Linked DNA regions of Mus musculus: regions 1 and 2 are each linked to region 3. Evidence: chromatin contacts called from public targeted proximity ligation data. All regions are on one chromosome and are shown on one strand. The core of a region is the stretch at or near the end of the contact, and the rest is flanking DNA. Distances in the headings are between cores, read along the strand shown. Region 1 holds the start of Yif1a (Yip1 interacting factor homolog A (S. cerevisiae)). Region 2 holds the start of Klc2 (kinesin light chain 2). Region 3 overlaps Pacs1 (phosphofurin acidic cluster sorting protein 1).

Region 1 (4,402 bases), core at 517-3,016, 170 kb after region 3:
TACACAGAGAAACCCTGTCTCGAAAAACCAAAAAAAAAAAAAAAAAAAAATCAAGGTCATTCAGGAAGTTTCCTACTGGTCATCCTGTCAACTTAGTGTCTAGTAACAGTCCCACGTGGAAAGCTCCAGGAATGAACGCTGGGTCATTAACAGAATCGTCTTCCTAACTATGCTCAAGGCACAAGTCCCCTTTGTGGCCAAGCCCCACATCAGAGACTCACTGGGGATATAGAGGTCAGGGGCATTGAGATCTTTCCGCGGGGGCAGAGGCACATCATGGCTGTATTGCATTTTCCAGTTCTGGCCGTGGCGAGGTGGTCGGGTAAACAGGAGCAGAGAGAAAGAGAGAGAGGGTTGAGATCTGATGATCAGTCAGGTTATCCGCGAGTGGGGAGAGGCTGGCCAGCTCTCCTGGTGGGAAGCTCACCTGATGTGTGTATGGGAAGACCAATAGCCCTAGCTTCTTAGCGACATAGGCTGTGTCCACAGCAAAAAAATACTTGAGTTTGTTCACGGACACAAAACGGTGCAGCTGGAAGTAAAGAGAAGAGGCTATGGATGAGCCCTACCGTGATCCTTCCTAAAGGATGCCTGGGGAGTAAGATGGGATCCTGTGACACCCCAACCCTGGCCAGAAGCCCTGCCTCCCTCCTCCCGGGAGCCCAGGGCACACCTCTTTGTGCACTATGTCCTTCCCTTGGGATGCTATGGAGGTGCCATAGGCCATTGCCATATTGGCCACTGGGTCTCCAAGCAGGTTGTTGACACTGAAGGCTACATCAGCTCCTGGGGCTGGGTATCCGCCCAGTTGGCTGGAATAACCACCACTTGTATCATCGAAGAGTGGAGGAGGGTCTGGAGCTGCCCGGGTCCTATGCTTGGAACCTGCAGGTGTGAGAGGACCAAAGTAGATTACAGAATTACAGAGCAAGAACCCAGACCACTGCCCTTTCCCCAGGCTGGGAAGCTGTGCATAGGTCCTAAGGCACCGAACAATTGAGGAAAAGGCAGGATGAGTTTTAAAGTCGATCTCCTATCCTTCGGGGGGTCAGGGTGGGGGATCATTTACTGCATGCAGTGGGAAAGGTGTGCCTAAACATGGCTACCCATTTGGGGTTTCTAGGAAGTCTCTCAAGGGAAATGATCTCTGAGTACTAGCGAGTGAAAAGACGTTTGCTTGGGCACAATCACCGCAAAGACATTCCTTGACTTAACACAGGTAGAAAAGGCAATATTGGCTATTCGGAGTCCCTGGACAGTGGTCAGGAATGCTGCCCGAGTTGTAAGAGGGAAAGGAAGTTCTGGAGGCAAATTCGGTACAAGCAGGATTAGACTTGAGGATCCCAGTAGTGCTGTCGCAGCCTGATCTCAGGACTGGCTAGTAAGGGCGAAGTCCAGGACACGCTGCAGTGTGGCAGGGCAGGAACCCGAGAGACACTCTCCCCGCCCTGGGCAGCGGTCACTGCAGACCCTCTCCAACAGAACCAGTGGGTCTCTCAGCGTATTTGGCTCCCCGCTGCCAGGCCGCGCCCCGCCCTCCCCACTCCTCACGCACCGTGGACTCCATATGCCGAATGGTAAGCCATGGCCGTGACGTTCGCTCTACCCAAGGGTCGTGGGTACTTCGCTGAGTCGTGGGTACGAACACTACTGAAACAGCTACTTCTCTTGCCTGGTCCTGACCGAAGTTACCCGACGGCCCGACACGTCCCAGGGCTGTCCGATCGCGGCCGCCATGTCCTTGGCGTCACACTTCGCTGTCTACCATTGGCTCGTCGGAAGAGCTGGTTCTCCCCCTTTACACTTTCAATTGGCTACTGGTGAGCTCTCTTCCAATCGGGTTTTGTCATATTCAACTTCCGACAGATAGGGGGCGGAGCTACTCAAGATGTTCTCGGATTGACTAGTAGGCTGGCTAATTTGCGGCGCTACCAGCCAATAGGTGAGAAGGAGTTGTAACTTAGTTCCGCGTCTGCGCCAAGAGGCGCTTGACGCTCCTTGCCACGACTACGCCAATAGGAAGATTAAAGTCCTGACCGACCCAACTAGTCAGGGCACAAAGCTGGCTCCGCCGCAATGCAGTCCAAGAGGAATGCGGCGGTCGGTCAAGCTCTGACTGATCCCTGCCCCTACTCTGTGCTCTTTCCTCCAATTCACTCCATCCTGTTTTGGAGCTCCGGCCTGCTAGAAATTGTTGTTGTTGCCCGCACCGGGAGAGTGACAGCGCGGCCCTGAGCCCTGGAACGCTGACTCCTCCTCCGCCCTCCCACTCCTTTCAGAACTGGTGCTGTCCGTCGGCTGGTGCTGAAAATGCCCTGTAGAGTCCGCCGCTGGGCTCATCCCCGAGGGCCTCTGCTGGGAGGGTTTGGAATCGCGCTCAATACGTTATGCACACACGCACTCACACGCACACACGCGCTCACGCATGGGGCAGGAGACAGAAACTGAGACCACCCAGAAGATACGAAGTCCTGGTGGTATACATGGGACAGGAATCTGTACTGGGCCTTGTTCCATCGCTTTCTCCAGTGGTCCGGGAGATTTGGGAGGCAGAGGTGTAGTGACCTGTCTCCTGAAGGTCTCCTGAGTCATCACCAGTCCTGTGATCTCCAAGTGAGGCCCGTAAGCTTCACTCCTAGTCTCCTAGGCTCTTTTCTTCCCACCCAGGCTGTAACCACTCCCATCGTCGCTGGAGACAATCCCTCCAAGGGTCCCTCTCTCACAGACTGTCAGGTACTATTCTCTAGATAGCATGACACACCCTCGGATACTTACAGCTGACTAACTACTCAGCGTTTAGTTGCATAAGGTCAGACTTTTCTGATCCCCAAACTCAGCCCATGCTGTCCAACAGCTGCTTTTGCTCCTCCGCCTGGGATGCGGGAGATATGCCTTTCCCTTTTTATCCATTTGTCCAAATCCTTTAAGAGTCATGTTAGCTTGCTTGTGAGATGGCTCAGCAGACTGCCAAGCCTGAGAACCTAAATTCAATTCCCAGACGGTGGAAGAAGAGAGCCAACTCCGAAAAATCTTCCTCCGATTTGTACACTCGAGCTATGTTAAAGTGCACCTCTTTGCACCATCCCGCCCAGAGAGAGATACACAGAACAAATACATTTAACATGTAATTAATTTTGGGGGGGGGGGGAGATCGGGACTGGAGAGATGGCTCAGTGGTTAAGAGCATTGGCTGACTGCTCTCCGAAGGTCCCAGCAACCACACAATGGCTCACAACTATCTATACAGCTATTGTGTATTGTATATATAAAATAAATAAATAAATCTTGCCAGTTGTGGATGCGTACGCCGGTAGGATTTGGTGAAGGAGGCAGAGGCAGGAGGATCACGAGTTCAAGGCCAGCCTACAAAATCACGAGTTCGAGGTCTACAAAATAGTTCCAGGACAACCAGGGCTATACAGAGAAACCCTGTCTCAGAAAAAAAAAAAAAAAAAAACAACCAACCAAACAAACAAACAATCAAAAAAACCCAGAGGTCCTGACTTCAATTCCCAGAAACCACATGGTGGCTCACAACCATCTGTAATGGGATCTGATGCCCTCTTCTGGCATGCAGGTGTACGTGCAGATAGAGCACTCATACATAAAATAAATACACCTTTAAAAAATAAAAATAAAAGGGGGGATCACTTTAGCCCTTACAGAGGGACAAAGGGAACGGAGGCTTGACCATGGCCCAGAGTGATGGCTAGAGTCTGGGTTCTAAACCCCTCTTTAATCAGATTTTCCCTGAATATTTTCCATGAGGACAGGAACTATGTCATTCCTAACACCTATCTATGTCTTCCTAGTGCCCAGGCACACTAACTACATATAGACAATAGCCAGAAAACATTTAGGCCCAATAAGTAAACAAATGGGTGCGGTTGGAGAGATGGTCGCTCTTCCAAAGGACCTGCTTAGATTCCCATTATTCACTCAGCAGCTCACAACCATCTATCATTCCAGTTCCAGGGGATCGAACACCCTCCTCTGCCCTCTGTGGGCACTGCTTGTATGTGGTGTACAGACAAACATACAGGCAAAACACATATAAAATAAAATAGTAATTTTAAAAGTAAACACAAAATAAGCAAAGATGGAGGACAGTGAAATATACTTTTAGTCCCAGCTCAGGAGGCAGAGGTAGGTGAATCTCTGAATTTGAGGCCTCTGAAATGTGAGAAACCAGCCCCGTGAGCTATACACACCTGAGAAAAGGGTGTCCCATGCAGGGCAAACCTATCACACACACACCCCGCCCCCGCCTGGCCTAAACATGCTAGTGACTTTAATCCAACATATTATCATTCCCATTTCTCAGATAGAAAGGCTGAGTTTATGGCTTGAACATGCTGGTCAAAAGTCGCGCAGCCTAGAGTTCCTGGTGCCCTGGCTCCAG
Region 2 (4,430 bases), core at 821-3,320, 140 kb after region 3:
AGAACTGCAACCCTATAGGTGGAACAACAGTATGAACTAACCAGTACCCCAGAGCTCTTGTCTCTAGCTGCATATGTATCAAAAGATGGCCTAGTCGGCCATCACTGAAAAGAGAGGCCCATCGGACTTGCAAACTTTATATGCCCCAGTACAGGGGAACGCCAGGGCCAAAAAGGGGGAGTGGGTGGGTAGGGGAGTGGGGGGGTGGGTATGGGGGACTTTTGGTATAGCATTGGAAATGTAAATGAGGAAAATACCTTAAAAAAAAAAAAGACAAACCCCAGGTCCCTGAGATGCCTATAGACTTGTCAACTGAGAAGTTGGCTGAGGGTGGTGCTGGCCCCTTGTTACAGAAAATGAGACCAAATGTAGGTTTGGAAGGACTAGTCAGGGGCAAGTGTATCTCTCTGACTTTTTTTTTTCCTTTCTGATTTTTGTTTTGTTTGTTTTGTTTTGTTTTTCAAGACAGGGTTTCTCTGTATAGCCCTGGCTGTCCTGGAACTCACTTTGTAGACCAGGCTGGCCTCAAACTCAGAAATCCACCTGCCTCTGCCTTCTAAGTGCTGGGATTAAAGGCGTGCACCAACCACGCCTGGCTTTCTGATTTATTTTTTATGTGTATGAGTGTTTCACTTGCAAGTATGTGTGTGTACCACATGAGTTCCTAGTGCCTGCTGAACTCAGATGGCGGTATCTATCGATGCCCTGGAAATGGTAAAGATGGTTGTGAGCCAATGGGTGCTGCAAATGAAACTCAAGTCCTGAGCAGGAGAAACAAATGCTCTTCACCACCGAGGCATCCTTTCAGCCATCCCCTCCCCTCCGCACGCTTTGTAAGGTAGCCGTCTACTGATTGCTACCACATTCTCTATCTACCCCAGGCCCCAGCCAACAGGTGATGACCTACATTCCAGAAGGCAAAACAAGAAAAATGTTAGAAAGGCCGATGTTGTGTCAGCACCAAGTGGGTGTGGAGTAGAGATGGGAAGAGTACTGTAGAATCTAGTGGGATAGGGACCAAAGAGGCCGTCCTAGTTAGAGTTAATATTGCTGTGTGGAAACACAGTGACCAAAAGGGTTTATTTGGTGCACTCTTCATCCAGTGAAGGAAGTCAGGACAGGCACCCAGAGAGAACAGAACCCAGAGAAAGGAGCTGATGCAGAGCCCATGAAGGAGTGCTGCTTCTGGGCTTGCCCTCTGAACTTGCTCAGAACTGCCTTCTGGCCTCACCTACCCTGGCCTGGGCCCTCCCACAACAATCAGTAAGAAAACAGGTTTTCCTGCAGCCCGATCCTATGGCAGCATCTTCTCAGCCGAGATTCCCATCTGTTCAATGACCCTAGTTTGTGTCAAGTTGACATAAAACTATCTAGCACAGAGGTCTTTCCTTCCGAGTTGGTGACACCCAATCTGAGGCCCCCCAATGACACCACCACAATCCAAAGGCACTCGTCTGACCTCCTTATCTGGTCAGCAGTATCCACCCAGATATTCCCCTCAGGGGCGTGGATCTTCTCCCTTCTCCACCGACCTCCACACGCTCCTTCCCACCCAATTCTCCTTTTTAACCAGAAGCCTCCTTCTGTTCCCTCACAAAGCAAACCTAGATGCTGAGAATTCCCTACAGGCACAGTCACCTCCGAAGCCGGTAAGAGGTGCGTCTCTAGAGCGCGGAGGGGGCTGGGGGGTCAGATGTGTGAGAGGTGGGTAATGGCAACACCCACCTCACCAGCCCTTTGTGAGCATTAAGTCAATGCACTAAGACATCGACAAAAACACTTGACAGTCAATCAATGTGGACCGACTCGCTCTGGAATCTGAGGAGGTCGGCCTTCTTGCTCCTCAGTCACTCTGGTCCGGGGTCGGAGCTCCGCAGAGCGCACAGACCTGGAAGCTCTGGTCCGAGGGGGCGAGTCCAGCCACGCCCCTCTGCGTCCCGTCTGGGCTGGCCCCACCCCGAAGCCGGCCAGGCCTGCGGGGCCCCTTTAAGGCAGCGAGCTGGCCGGCTGGAGCGTGTTTCGCCCCCTCCGACGCCGCCGAGGTAGCGGCTTCACCTTTAAGGCGGCGCGGGGACTGCTGGGAAGGCCGGCGGGATGGAGGCAGCGAGACGAGCTCACGGTCGAGGATCCGGGTGAAGCGGGACAGGAGCAGGAGCCGGAGCCGGGCCAAAGCAGAAGGTGCAGGTCGGCGCCGGCCGGTTGGGCCGGGAGACCCAGTCAAGCCGGACAGTGAGGAGCGGTTGCAGGTCGGCCTAGAGGAGGAGTCGTCGTGGTCGTGGGCGCGGCCTGTGGGAGGACCCGACCGGCCCGCGGGGAGGGGGCGCGGTCCCGGGCTGGGGCTGGGAATCCGGCCTTTTCTAGGGAGGGTCTGCGGGCCTCAGGCCAGCCTGCGGGAGGGGTCGTTGTGGGCGCGGCCTGAAGAGACCTGTCCCGAAACTAAAGACCGCAGTCTCCCCGGAGCGGCGGGGGCGGGGACGGGGTGGCGGGGCTCGGTCGGCCCTGGGGGAGGGGCTCGTGGTTCCGCTTGCCCTGGGAAAGGGGCTGTCGCCAGGGCTGAGACCCAGTTGCCCGGAGAGCCTGTGGCGTCTGACTTGGGAACGCCTTGCAATGCCCTAGTGCTCTGTGTACCGATTAGGACAGTTCCGAATAACTCTCGAAGATGGGCTTTAGATCAACTGGCCTGAGCCGGTGGTCTGGGGCGGAATCGGGGTCCAGCCTCACTTCAGTCACACCGCATTGCGTCTCCCTAGGCTAGACGAGCCTGGCGCGCCCCCTGTAGGCCGCGTGCTGGCACGGCGAGGACTGCGGGCTGAGGGATCTGGACATCCATAGGGACCTAGGCGTCCGGGGACCTCCCGGTGTTTACCTAACTTGGGGTGGACGGCGGTGTGGCCCTAGGCCTGGCGTCCGCCTGCCCCACCCCTTGCCTCCACAGACGGCACGACCATGGCCACGATGGTGCTTCCTCGAGAGGAGAAGCTGAGTCAGGACGAGATAGTGCTGGGCACCAAGGCGGTGATCCAGGGTTTAGAGACCCTGAGAGGGGAGCATCGTGCCCTGCTAGCTCCCCTAGCTTCTCATGAAGCAGGCGAGGCCGAGCCGGGCTCACAGGAGCGCTGCCTCCTCCTGCGCCGCTCCCTGGAGGCCATCGAGCTGGGGCTTGGGGAGGCTCAGGTAGGTCAGTGTTGGGGCTGTGGTGGAAGATTACCCGAAGGGCCCTGGTGATGTAGGAACACCCTCAGCAAGGAAACACAAGTCTTTCAGAGCGTCACGTTAGGACAATAAGCAACGTTCAATGAATACACTTTGGAAATGCCAGCCCTGCGCCCTGCCCCAACGGGCACCCTTACCTCACACTGAGCTATGCCATTCAGGCCTCATTCTACCTAACAGACTGGGATGACAGAAGAAAGCAGAAATACTTTAGTAACCTCCCCTCACAATACAATTATGCATGAATTCATTAAGTTGTATAGCTTCTCACTTACTGTGTGCTGAGCTACAGTGTGTTAATGCTCAGGATGCAGATTGAATGCAGACAAGGTCTGTGTCCTCCCTAGGCATGGTATCTGCAATCCCAGCTCTTGAGAGGTGAAGGCAGTAGGATCCCAAGCTCCAGGCCAGCTTGGGTCAGTCACATAGTAAGATCCTGGCTCCCCTACTGTCCCTTCAAAACAAAATAAGATGATTTTCCCCCCTAGTACAACAGGAGAAGAGAAACACACATTCAACTAGTTACTTGAAACAAGTTGTGATCAGTGCTCCAGGGACAGTAAGATCTTGTGACAGTTTGTAGAAGGGAGTCTTGTCTATTGATCAGGCAAGACTTCTCTGAGATGACTTTAGCTCAAGGGCTGGCCTCCAAAGAGGCAACTAGAGGACAGCTGCATGTGTAAAGACCGAGGTAGGAGAGCTCGTGGGCTTGAAGGGAGACAAGAATGGTGTACCTAGAACTTACGGAGAGGGCGAGAGGGACACTAGAGGCTGTGAGGAAGCAGAAGACAGAATATGTCCAGGCCATCAGGTGGCCTGTGGAAGGGTCTAACAAGCAGAAGATGCCTGACTTAGCTTCTGAGATCTCTCTGGGAGCTATGGAGAGTTAACCTTAGTAGGCCAAGGATGGACTCTTGGAACAAGTGACAAGGAAGCCACTGCTAGGCTAGAAGGGAGTTTGAATTAGAGGGGTAGCCATGGAGACACCAGTTCTAGACTGGGGTGGGGGCAGCACAACTCCTGGATGTTTGTGCTTTTAGCAAGTTTCAGGAAGAAAGACTGTTTAGTTCCCCATATACTGGGCTGTCGGATAGAGAAGGGTTTTGTTCTCTGTGGTTCTTGGCCAAGCCACTGCCTGGATCCAGAAATTCTGGGGTGCTTGTATTGTCTTAATTTCTTTGTCTTTAAAATAGCAAGCAAGGCATGGCAGTTCTTGG
Region 3 (4,373 bases), core at 1,475-3,974:
GCGTACTAATCCTCAGGGATTGTGTGGCTGAAGTGCTCATATTGGAGCATCTGGCTTTTGGGGATTGCCAGGTTTTATGTTGCTTTTCCTGTGGAGATGTGAATACCTGTTTACCCACGAGAGGCATCCCTAACAGACCGCAGACAGACCGCAGACAGACCGCAGACAGACCGCATTCGCAGTCCAACTTGGTGAGTGGTTGGGATTAGTTGGCTTCTGTAGAGGAGCATGGATGATTCTCTCAGCAACATCACCAAAAAGGTTCCTCTCTGCATGGGTGATGGACAACTCACTGGCAGTCTCCATTGAGTCTTCCACCTTCAAAGGGTGCCTTCATCTGCCCAGTCCATCATCTGCCCAGTCCATCATCTGCCCAGTCCATCATCTGCCCAGTCGTCCATCCTGGAGCTTCTTCATGATGTCCTAGTCTTTGAAATGTTCTTATTCACACATTCAGTTACTGTCTGGGTAATCAATAATACATTTGCCAAGCTGATGACTGATTTTCTTATAGTGCCTGTTTATCTTAAATATTAACGAATGGATATCTCTTATACACAGGTCACTCCTCTAACAGGTATTTACCTCGTACCAGGTGCAAATGCCTAATTGCTTAGGAAAGGGTAGCAAAGATGCTGACAAAGATACTTCTCTGCTGGCGTGGGCATTCCAGTGCAGGGAGACAAACAATAAACCATCAAGTAATTTGATCTGTAATAATGGTCGGACAGTGAGTGTTGCCACTATCTGTGTGGTCATTGGGAAGGTTGGGGATTGGCTGCTTCTGATGGACAGGCTAGTCAGGAATGCTTCTGGTGAGTTGTATGCAGTGGATCTTAGTACCTGAGATTGCATGCCTCAGAAGAAGTCAGGACTCTTTGAGAAGGTGTTTTGTTTTTGTTTTATGAGACAAAACATTTCCTTCCTTTTTTTCTTTTCTCTTCTTTCTTTTCTTTTTCTTCTTTCTTTCTTTTTTTGTTTACTGTGCATCAAAATTTTTATTAACATTTTAAACAGAGGTTCAGCTATTACTGAAACTTGTAATTTCTAAACTTAAATAGGGGCAAATGGTTATAGTGCAGAATAATGCCATTACTGCCTCCTGGGAATGCAGACTGAAAATTAATAACTACCAGATGCAGCAGTGACTCTTTCTGAATGTTGTAATCAGAAAAAATGTGGCCATCTTCTAGCTGCTTGCCTGAAAAGGTGAGCCCGTGCTGTTGGTGGTGGAGTACCCTTTTCATCCTAGGTCTTGGCCTTCACAGTCTCAGTGGTGTCTCTGGGCTCAACTTCTGGGCAACGGTCTTGTTGGCCAGGGTCTTCATAAAGATTTGCATTTTGACCTGCTACTGAATGTGATGAAACTGCAAATGGCCAAGTCCTTGACAACTAGATGTAAAAGCTGCCAAACCAGAGGAAGGAAGCTTCTCACCACTCTTGGGGAGACCTACCTACCTACCTCTCTCTCTCTCTCTCTCTCTCTCTCTCTTTCTTTTTTTTTTTTTTTTCCTTCTGAGACTTGGGTTTATCTGTGTAGCCCTGGCTGTCCTGGAACTCACTTTGTAGACCAGGCTGGCCTCGAACTCAGAAATCTGCCTGCCTCTGCCTCCCTTAGCCACCCAGTTTAGATGAGCAGAGCTGGCATTCTCAAGTCAGAAGAAGGGTTTCTATAGAAATGTGTCTCTCTAAGCTTTGGCTGCTCTCACAGCTGACAGCACTATGGGCCACTTTATGCCTTGTTGGATGGAATGCTGTTCTCACGTCACTATGGGCACTGTGGGGATGCTTAATATAGTGACTGTGAGTTTGGGTTTTAGAATCCTCCTGGCTTTGAATTTTGACTCTGCTGTTTAGTATTTGAGTAACTTTGAGCAAATTATTTAACCTTTCTAATGTTTCCATTTTATCAACTATAAAATGGGTATAATAATTATTTCACAGAGCTGTGAGAATTAAGGTAGGATTAATACATGTTAATTACATGTGTTGCACATAGAAAATTAATTCTTTCTACTGTCCTTGATTGCCAATTAATTTCTTTCATTTCTCTCTCTCTCTCTCTTTTTTTTTTTTTTTTTTTTTGGTTTTTCGAGACAGGGTTTCTCTGTGTAGTCCTGGCTGTCCTGGAACTCACTTTGTAGACCAGGCTGGCCTCGAACTCAGAAATCTGCTTGCCTCTGCCTCCCAAGTGCTGGGATTAAAGGCGAGCACCACCAACGCCCGGCTCTCTCTCTCTTTTAAAGACAGGTTCTCACTGTTTGCTTTGGCTGTCCTTGAATGTACTGTGCAGCCCAGGCTAGCCTGAAACTCACAGAGATCCACTAGCCTCTGCCTCCTGAGTGCAGGGTTTAAAGGTGTGTGCTATCCTGTCATGAGATTCTGATTGGGACTATTGCAAGACTGTGGGTTAATTTCTGCTTGCTTGCTTGCTGGCTGGCTGGCTTGCTTGCTTGCTTGCTTTTTACTTGGTCTTTCTGTATATCCCAGACTGGCCTAGAACTCTCCATCTTCCAGCCTCAGTCTCTCAAATACTGGGATTACAGAGGAGCACCACTGTTCTTGATTGAATTCACCTTAGGCACAGATCCTGCCAGCCCTCAAGCATATTAAACTAAAAAGCTAAAACAAAGTATTTTGGTCTGAAGAGGTGGCAGGGTTGGGATCCTGTTGCTACATCTTGCTTACTTACATGAACGGAAGAGATGGCTCAAGCCCCGCCTGCAAACCACAACTTTGTTTTGATCCAGTTTGACTTGACAGCTTCTCTATTTTACCTGCTGACTTCTGTAGCTTTTATTTGGCAGCCAGAAAAGCAACTAAACCGGTTTACAGCTCACAGTTTAGTCAAAGAAAGCTGAGCTACTCTAAAGGAAAGTAAGGATTTAAGTTGGAGTTGATACTTTTCTTTTGTCTCCTTAAGTTTTCCTTTTTGTTTCAAACTACAGAAAAATTGTATTCTCCTTTTTCAGAAGAAATGTGATAGCCTATGACCTCTCCTGAAGCTTTGTTTGAGTGTATTTTTTTTCTTTTTTCTTTTCTTCTCTCTTTGGTTTCCTTCCCCCTTCGTTCCTCTTCTCTCATTACTTCCTCATCATCCGTGTGTTCTTTCTCCCTCCCCCACTCTCTTCTCTTCTCTTCTCTTCTCTTCTCTTCTCTTCTCTTCTCTTCTCTTCTCTTCTCTTCTCTTCTCTTCTCTTCTCTTCTCTCTCTTCTCCTTCTCCTTCTCCTTCTCCTTCTCCTTCTCCTTCTCCTTCTCCTTCTCCTTCTCCTTCTCCTTCTCCTTCTCCTTCTCCTCTCCTTCTCCTTCTCCTCTCCTTCTCTCCTCTCCTTCTCCTTCTCTCCTCTCCTCTCCTCTCCTCTCCTCTCCTCTCCTCTCCTCTCCTCTCCTCTCCTCTCCTCTCCTCTCCTCCTCTCCTCTCCTCCTCTTCTCTTTTCTCCTCTTCTCTCTCTCTCTCTCTCTCTTTCTTTCTTTCTTACAGAGAAGGTGTGTGCTATTATACCTGGCTTTAATTTTTTCCTTTAAGAGCACCAGACTTGGGTTAATGAGATGGCTTAGTGGGTAAGAGCACCCGACTGCTCTTCCGAAGGTCCGAAGTTCAAATCCCAGCAACCACATGGTGGCTCACAACCATCCGTAATGAGATCTGATGCCCACTTCTGGTGTGTTTGAAGACAGCTACAGTGTACTTACATATAATAAACAAACAAACAAACAAACAAACAAACAAATCTATCTTAAAAAAAAAAAAAGAAAAAAAAAGGAGCACCAGACTTTACCATTTTGCTTGGAAATCTGTGACCCTGTTATCTTGCTGCTCATTTTTAAGGATGTCTAAAGCAGACTAACCTTTCCTTGAGAGTGGATCATTTTGACTAACTGGGTTTTTCAGGACAGAGGAGCTTGCTGAATAATGACTGTGCATAGTGCATAACTATTCATGTTCATGTATTTGCTTTTGATTCTTGTCAGTACAATCTCTTTCTCCATTGCTTTTTATATGCCATTAAACAGTTAATTGAAAAATGTTAATAATGAGGGCTGAGGCTCTGGGGTAAAGTGTTACCAGGCATGTACAATGCCTGGGACTAGTCCCCAGCACTCAAACAAAACAAAGCAAAACAAAAACAAAAACAAAAAAACACAAGTAAACCAACCCCCCCCCCCCAAAAAAAAAAAGCAGATAGGAAGGAAGGACAGATTTTGAAGTTTTGACTAAGGACTGCTGGCGGTATAGCCTGAGAGTATGAGATTCAAGGCTGGGTATTTAAGAACAGTGAATAGTTTGTTTACCTCCTGGTCCAGGTTGTGCTCCAGAGAAATGGGAATTATAGAAAGTGTCTAATCTTTTGTAATCTTAGGAATCTAAAAG

Evidence for each region.
Region 1: a contact with region 3 is called in a targeted proximity ligation map of memory CD8 T cells, with 108 read pairs. A contact is called at or near these places in 10 of 39 promoter capture datasets (the 3T3-L1 cell line, the HPC-7 cell line, the SN4741 cell line and 6 more), 1 of 484 Hi-C or Micro-C datasets (nephron progenitors), 3 of 130 datasets of targeted methods (bone marrow-derived macrophages, embryonic stem cells and memory CD8 T cells) and 2 of 9 other capture datasets (adipose tissue and pancreatic islet).
Region 2: a targeted proximity ligation map of bone marrow-derived macrophages shows a contact between it and region 3, with 2.4 times the contacts expected there. A contact is called at or near these places in 6 of 39 promoter capture datasets (the 3T3-L1 cell line, cranial neural crest, embryonic stem cells and 3 more), 10 of 130 datasets of targeted methods (the NIH/3T3 cell line, the SCID.adh cell line, VIP interneurons and 5 more) and 3 of 9 other capture datasets (adipose tissue, liver and pancreatic islet).

The regions. Positions count from the first base shown.
Region 1 is chr19:5,085,902-5,090,303 of GRCm38.p6, reverse strand. It overlaps Yif1a (Yip1 interacting factor homolog A (S. cerevisiae)), which reads right to left and starts at 1,766. Exons shown (of 8, transcript NM_026553.4): 1 at 1,556-1,766; 2 at 674-885; 3 at 428-532; 4 at 222-300. The coding sequence starts at 1,586.
Region 2 is chr19:5,115,938-5,120,367 of GRCm38.p6, reverse strand. It overlaps Klc2 (kinesin light chain 2), which reads left to right and starts at 2,070. Exons shown (of 16, transcript NM_008451.3): 1 at 2,070-2,246; 2 at 2,936-3,174. The coding sequence starts at 2,947. LOC115489018 (a long non-coding RNA gene) reads right to left here. Exons shown (of 2, transcript XR_003952889.1): 2 at 1,036-3,667.
Region 3 is chr19:5,255,717-5,260,089 of GRCm38.p6, reverse strand. All of the region lies in intron 1 of Pacs1 (phosphofurin acidic cluster sorting protein 1), which reads left to right. Among named protein-coding and RNA genes, the nearest start is that of Pacs1, 15 kb to the left of the region's middle.